Regions from separate parts of the Gossypium hirsutum genome. Here region 1 is linked to region 2. The links are chromatin contacts, called in public Hi-C maps. All regions are on one chromosome and are shown on one strand. Each heading gives the region's core, a stretch centred on a gene start, on an enhancer-like site or on the middle of the called end of the contact. The rest is flanking DNA. Distances are from core to core; before and after follow the strand shown.

Region 1 (3,983 bases), core at 1,433-3,932, 160 kb after region 2:
TCTTGAATTAATATGTCATAATATACTTCCCAATTACATAACTCAAATTTCCTCTTCTTGTCACTTTATTTCCTTATTTTACTATATCAATGATAATATCTTACTGTAAAAATTTTCAGGGTGTCACATGGCCTGTAAAGAAAAATCCTGGGACAGAAGACTGCACCAGCACTAATTGTAGTGAAGATGGAAAGAAAACCCCATTGGATAATAGGAAATTAGAGAAACAAGGCTCCACAATTTCAAGTATTATTATTAATTATCATATGAATTTGTCTTTCAATTGAATTTCTCTTTTATTGGTTAATAATGAGGGTTTCAGAGATTTAGCTGATGAAGGAAAGATTTGTAAAATTGTTGCTTGGAGAAGATATGTCTGGGTGTGGAAATTGCTTTTGCATAGCCTTAGCTATTTCAAATGCCATCACCAATTTTTGTGGTATGCTGTTTCTTCTATTACATTTACCTATGTGGGCATTTGTTTCTGATTTTATGTTGGTCAATTACTATTAATTCTCTAATTTGATGGTTATTTCTCTTTCACTTCCATTTGAAGCTACCTTATTTTGGCAAATATAGAGGTTAGAATCAGTTCCTCCTGAGAAGAAAGCATTGTGGCATCAAGAGATGGAATGGCTTCTTTCTGATAGTGATCACATTGTTGAGTTGATACCTTCGTGGCAGACATTCCTGGACGGAAGCAAGCTCGAGGTAAAGCTATCAATACTTTTCCTCATAAACTTCTCCCATGTTTTGAAAATATGGCATCAAGACAGTTTTTGAGCTCTAGGGAACAAGTTGTATCCAATGAAAGATTTTTAGTTTAGAATGTCATGTCTAGTTTCTGGCAATTCAAATCAAATGCTATTGGTAATGAGAGCCTCCCTAAGCTACTTGTATAGTTATATAATCATGAAAAAAGCCTTCTTGATTGCCTTAATTTGCCATCCTAGCATCAAGCTATTGAGATTGCCAATCGAGTGGAGCCTTTAATATATTTATGGTAGAAAAAAATAAAACTCCAAACCTATTAGCACAAATCAGTCCAGTTCTAAGTCATCATGGGATTTGGTGAAGGACCTAATGATCAATTCTGACAAAAGAGAAATGCTTGCAGATCAAGCAGAGAGCCTCCTGCTTTGCTTGAAGCAGCTATTCCCCGGTCTTCCCCACACCACTTTAGATATGAGTAAAATTCAATACAACAAGGTTTGTGTCAATGGTTTGAATTCGAGACTTGTTCTTATGAATGCTTTTAATTACAAAATTCATGCTGATAAATGAACATTATGGTGTTAATTAGGATGTTCGAAAATCCATATTGGAGAGCTCATCGAGAGTTTTGGAAAGTCTTGCAGTCAACATTATCACACGTATTGATGATGTGCTCTATGTGAATGACTTGACCAATCATTTAGATCAGTTCTCTTCACTATCCAGGATCGGACTTATTGGTCAGAAGAGGCCTTCGGTTCCTTACTCAGTGCCCTTCCCTAGCACTCCTTATAGAATAGCTTTTTCAACCCCGAACTTTTCACCAGCATAACTAGCTACCCCTACAAAGGGTGATAGATCACCATTTGTTTCAAGCAGTAAAGTTCCTCAGCGTGGGATGGGCGTGACAAAGTTCTTGACAGACTATCTTAATATTGATTTAAGGCCGAAGAAATCCAGTAATCCAAATGAAGGAACAAACATAACTCAAGCAGCATCAGTATCTTTTGAATGTCTAAAAGCGTCTAAAAGCAGCGGTGACCTTATCAAAACTGGAGCCAGTTCCTGAGAAAGAGCCCTAATGTTTCACATCATGAATCAATTTTATATATTTTCTTTAAGTTTTAAATTTGGTAGGAATTAGAAGATGCTTGAGAATGACATTCACCCTGTTATTATAAATGATAAATAAGTTGAGTGATTCATTCTTTGTCATGGCATCATTTATGGTCTCAAATTTGATTATAGCTTAATATTTTGATGATCAAACATAGAATAGAAATTGGCAAACTCCCTATTACTTATCTACATATACAATATCATAACTTAGGTGACCTGATGACATTGGTAATAAAGATGGGAGTAGTTGCTTATAAGCTGATTACACGTAGCCACAACAAAAAGTTGCATGATTGGAACACGCACTCTGTTGGGTTGTTGTTGTTAGCAATGGAGTGTGGAGTTCCAGAAATAGCAGCTGAATTGTCGAAATGTCAAACTTTTGAGGGTTTGACACAGTCTATTTTAAAGATGTTTAATCTTATTATATGTAATTAAGAAGAGAAATTTCCAAACATTTTATGGATGAATGTTAAACAAGTTGTAATTAATTGATTGATAGTGTATTCCTGTATGATCCAAACATATTTATATCAAATGAGTGCCTTATATGGTATTTGTGTCTTTATGTGAAATAAACAAAACAATCTTATTATATACATCTAATAAATCATTACAATATTTTACACATATTCATCTAAATACTAAAAAAGTAAATCATTTTTCAGAAATTATTTTTTAAAAAATATTTTACTTGCAAACAAATAAAAAGAAAAAAAATTATTAAAACGAATCCTACTTCAAAATAAGAATTATCTTACATCAACCTTACTAATTCGTCGCATCAACACATCTCAGTTTATTATTATTATTAATATTTTGCAATTTCCTGGATAAGATCAATAATATTACTTTTTTTTTCCTGATAAAAAGAGGTTGTCACTCTAGAGAAAGAAGTAACGAGGAAGGGCCAAAAACCCAGAATTAATGGACTGAAAATATCGAAAGCCCCAATCTCACAGCTCAGAAATGTCGGTTAATCTCAGATCCAATCCGTCTAAGCCGATTTGTTTTCTCTCTTTTATTATTTAAACGGAAAATAAAAAAGAGAAAAACCCGGAAGTATATATTATGTAGTGCAGCAAAACAAAAGAGAAAAAAGGGGTACGGATACTTGAAAAAGTTTGGGTAATCAAATAGGAGCGAAGGTGAAGAAGCACTGATACAACTGTTCTGAATTGTAATTCAGCTGAAATTGAACAACAATGGTATGGTTTAATTTTATAGTTGTTTTCTTTTTTCTGAACACTTTCAAGAATTTGAATTTTGTTCAATTTGCAGCTCAAAAGTATATTAAGAGTTAGCTTATAGATTATACATTTCGGTATTGTTGAATAATCTAATCTTTTAATCTCGACAGAGAGTAATTTAACTTTAGCTATTACTGTTTTAGTTTTAAATTGTCAAAATCTTATTGGTATTGTAGCATAAGAGACATTGGTGGAGTAGTTTAGAGGATGGAGTGTATTTATGTTTCGAATTGTTTGCTAACAGGCTAGCTCGAAGAAACTGATTTCCAGGGAAGAGTGGGAGAAGAGGTTGAATAATGTTAAAATCAGGAAAGAAGATATGAATAAATTGGTGATGAATTTTCTTGTTACCGAGGGTTATGTTGAAGCTGCTGAGAAATTCCGAATGGAATCTGGAACTCACCGTATCCAACAGCACGAAAATTGTTTATCTTATGCTCTGTTATTGGTTTTCTGAATGTATATGCTTTTTGTTTTCCTTATTGTGGAATAGCAGATATCGATCTTGCAACAATCACGGATCGCATGGCTGTTAAAAAGGCTGTGCAATGTGGAAATGTCGAGGATGCCATCGAGAAAATTAATGATTTAAATCCCGAGGTGCAGTGTTTGATTGTGATGTGATGAACTCTGTGACTAAGAACAAGTTATTTTTTTCAAATGAAAACAGGATCTGTTTCAGATTGCCAAGTTGTTGTCATGATACACCTTTCCTTTCAGTAGTCCATATGAAATTCTAAGTATTTCTTTTGAATGTAATAGAAGGAATAATGTGCAATATGAAAGGGAGTTAGTTGGGGACATGTAACTGTTCTAATTTTGTTTTTCAATTTTGTACTAATGAGAATGAATTAAGAGGGTTTTATATTGGGTGATTCCCGGTATAGCCTGAGGTATATC
Region 2 (3,808 bases), core at 93-2,592:
TTCTGACACCACTCCAAAGTTGAAGGAGGCTATCATTTTATTGAACTTTTAGGATAGTTTAGCATTTTTTATTTTTGTGCATAGCCCCCTTTGGATCTTTTTTTTTCCTTATTGAGTGTTGAGGGAGAATCTAGTAAATGCAAAATAAATGATTTCATCTGAAGCAAATAAAATTCAATTATATTTGAGTCAGGGTATGATGAATCGATTTTAATTCGATGTCTTGTGATATGAACAAAGTATATGATCTTGTCAGCTATATAAACCAACGTGCTGTTACCCGAAAAGCAAGTTACTTGGCTCTGGTAAAATCGGTGGTTGCCTTTAAAACTTGCTTTGTAAGACTTGACCTATTCCATGAAATAGTATGCCAGCAGCTCCATGTTGCTGAGACTGAAATTCAAAGAATTTTATTGCTGAAACTTGACCAGCTTATATCATTTTTATTTATAAGTTTTGACTTACTAGAAACCAACCTCCTAGCAAATTGCGGCACTTTTACTTTGGGCATGGAGGGTCAATTCCTTTTTTTCTCATGCATTTCCCTCGTGTTTTTTGGTATTTGGTGACAGCGTATCATCCATATTATTGAAAGTAACGTTCAACTGATTGGCACTGCATTTTGAAGCAGATAAAAGGATGTAAATTTATGAAGGCTGTAGTATGACCAGTAAATAATAAAATCCAAAAGACAAAGCACTATCAAGGAAAGCAACCTCTCTGTTATCTATATATGTAAATTACATGTATATTCTAATGGATTACATGCAAGGAAATTATGGAAAGCTGCCGGGTCAGAAACGCCCCTTGTTCCATGGATTTATGCCTCTTCTCCAAGTTAAAAGAAAAAGGGGTTTTTTTTTTAAAGCATACTCTTCTTCCTAATTTACAAGCAAAAATGTTGTCAAAATAAAACATTAAAAGTAAGCTGTTTAATTATGCATATCAGGGGACTTTTAACATAGATCTATGAAAAGAAATAAAATTGAGCTTTTATGAAAAAAATATTTGTAAGGGTCAAAAAAAAAAAATTAATGCTTGCACACCTTACACTCTTCCTTTTTCTCTTGAAATTAGTTTTAGGGACAGAAGCGATAGTATCACACATAAGAAAAGCATGACATGGAAAGCGTAACAGGCAGTTCCAAACCTGCGACCCTAGAAACCTGCCCCCCCTTCCCAATTTTCCTGCTTTTTCCTCGCTTATGGTGGTCCCCACCACCTATCCCACCACGTGTCTCCAATCTTATGTGCCATGTGTCATCAGATCAGCGGTGTCCACTTGGCTCCATATGAGCCCAACAGCCAGCAAGCCAGCCACTCCCTCTCCACCCTTCCCCCTTATAACATCAAGTCATCAACGTATCTCTTAATTTCTCAATTTTTTTTTTTTTAAATTTCCATCTACCTTAGGCTCAATACTCTTCAACTCCGTAAATTCATGAGAACTGGGAATATAAGATTGAACCAAAGCTGACCAGCGAAATAATGGAGAGCACAGATTCATCGTCGGCGTCGGCGTCGGCGCACCCGCAACTCCCACCGGGGTTCCGATTCCACCCGACCGACGAAGAGCTGGTTGTTCACTACCTCAAAAAGAAGGCCGCCTCTGCTCCTCTGCCTGTTACAATCATAGCTGAAGTTGATCTTTACAAGTTTGATCCATGGGAGCTGCCAAGTACATATATGCATATACGAAAATTTATATTTGACCATGTTTACATCCATCAAGTACTAGTCTTTGAATTGTAGTATAACTTTTGTAGGTAAGGCAACTTTCGGTGAGCAAGAATGGTATTTTTTTAGTCCTAGAGACAGGAAATATCCGAATGGAGCGAGGCCTAATAGAGCTGCAACTTCTGGTTATTGGAAAGCCACTGGGACCGATAAGCCGATTGTAACTTCAAATGGAAATCAAAAGGTTGGGGTTAAAAAGGCTCTAGTGTTCTATAGAGGTAAGCCTCCCAAAGGGATTAAAACGAATTGGATCATGCATGAATATCGCCTCATCGACAACAACTCATCCACTTCCAAACCTCAAATTGTTGATCTTCCCAACAGGAAAGCTTCTTTACGGGTATGTATAGGGTTATCCCATCCGTTAAAAGTTCCATAGAACTAAAGATCCATATTCATACAGTGCGTTGTTTTCAGCTTGATGATTGGGTCTTATGCCGGATTTACAAGAAGAACAATACCCAGAGACCTATGGAGACAGACAAAGAGTACACCATGGAGGGCATGCTGGCAACACAACTGCCAACTTCTAGCCATCAAAATCTAAACGCTCTTACATCAAAAGCTACAAGTTATGGTTCACTGCTACAACATGAAGATAATTTCTTTGAAGGGATATTAACCGAAGGGATGCGAAGCAGTTCCAATATTTCGCAACTAGCAGTGTCGTCGAGCTCGAAGCAAAATCTTCCCATGGCGTTTCCCGTTAAACGAACGCTTCCTCCTCAGTACTGGAACGAACCAAGCTCAACAGGTTCACAGTCGGGGAAAAGGTTCCAACAGGGTGATATAAATTGTAGTAGCAGAGGTGGCAATATTGATGATACCAATTCGTTTGTTTCTTTGCTGAATCAACTACCTCAAAACACTCCGTTTTACCCTGGAAGCATGGTTGGATCCCTTGGCGATGGGGTTTCACGGCAACAGTTTATACTCCCTGGTTCCTAGAATGTTTTGGAAGCAACTGTAACTATAACTAATTTAATAATTCTCGGTACTCATATATTGTGTGAAATGATTCCAGCAGGGGTAAGAAAAACGTATTCTTTTGGTACTACATAGGCGAATTATTGTATATGCATTATATATAATACTAGAGAAATAATAATTTCGTCGGGGGATATAACTATTAATGGCGGTTGGGTATCCTCTGCAATTATTTGATGTTTACAAAAAAAAGAAAAAATCTCAAAATACACATTCGAAATGAAAACTGAAGAGAACCTTGGATGTTTAATACTTCTTGTCGATTTAGATTGATGACTTATTCGTTTGTCATTTCATGTTAATAACATTATTTCTTTGACAATCAACGTCAAAGCATTGATGAAGTTTAACGTACAACTCATAGTTAATGGATTTAAATTCCCACATCTTCAATCCTTACTCTATGACGTCTAAGCAAATGCATGCCTTCTTTTTTCTTGTAAGATAATAAGTTAATAACAATTCTGAGTGCAACTCCTTATGCTTTGATGTTGCTTTTCTTTTCTTTTTACCTTTTTGTTATTTAAAGTATATATATTAGTGCTAGGTTATAATATTGTATATTAAACAAATCCCATATACTTTTATCTATAAAATAAATTGTACTTGTTTCTTATGTTTTTTTCAACATATAACCTCTTATCTAAGGGTTGAGGAGGAACTATTGGTAGTTTTAGACATTTCTATTAAAAAAATATTTCCTTTTTTGAATTAAAGTATCATTTATGCTTTTTTTACCGTATATATAAAAACTAATCATTTTAAGATTCATGGCCGCCACTTCTAATATCATTTTGAGTAGTAACTTTTTTTCCAAAAAAATTATATACTTTATCATTACACAAAACTTATTAATTCAAATATTTTTTTTAATCAAAGCATAAGGCAATTATACCAAATAAATTAATAATCCGAAAAAAAACCATGCATTTTTTATCATGGGTTAATATTTAAAAAGTAATAAACTTTTAAAAACAAAAATCACAGATGGAGTCTAGTGTGGTTATCATTAGTATTTTGTTAGTACAGGAATATATGAATTTGAGCAAGCTTAAGCGTGTTTTATCCTCTCATTTACAGGTTT

What was found. Hi-C and Micro-C count contacts between places; a contact is called where the count stands out from the background.
Region 1: a Hi-C map of hypocotyl shows a contact between it and region 2, with 2.7 times the contacts expected there. The contact joins the promoter of LOC107913981 here to the promoter of LOC121229408 in region 2. A contact is called at or near these places in 3 of 34 Hi-C or Micro-C datasets (hypocotyl and leaf).

What each region holds. Positions count from the first base shown.
Region 1 is chrA05:16,288,949-16,292,931 of Gossypium_hirsutum_v2.1, forward strand. LOC107913981 (protein GID8 homolog) reads left to right here and starts at 2,683. Exons shown (of 6, transcript XM_016842677.2): 1 at 2,683-3,041; 2 at 3,328-3,487; 3 at 3,580-3,683. The coding sequence starts at 3,039. It also overlaps the pseudogene LOC107915258.
Region 2 is chrA05:16,132,827-16,136,634 of Gossypium_hirsutum_v2.1, forward strand. It overlaps LOC121229408 (NAC transcription factor 56), which reads left to right and starts at 1,343. Exons shown (of 3, transcript XM_041113632.1): 1 at 1,343-1,678; 2 at 1,767-2,077; 3 at 2,155-2,974. The coding sequence starts at 1,489. The coding sequence ends at 2,685. It overlaps LOC107915254 (alpha-galactosidase), which reads left to right. Exons shown (of 13, transcript XM_016844415.2): 13 at 1-192. The coding sequence ends at 23.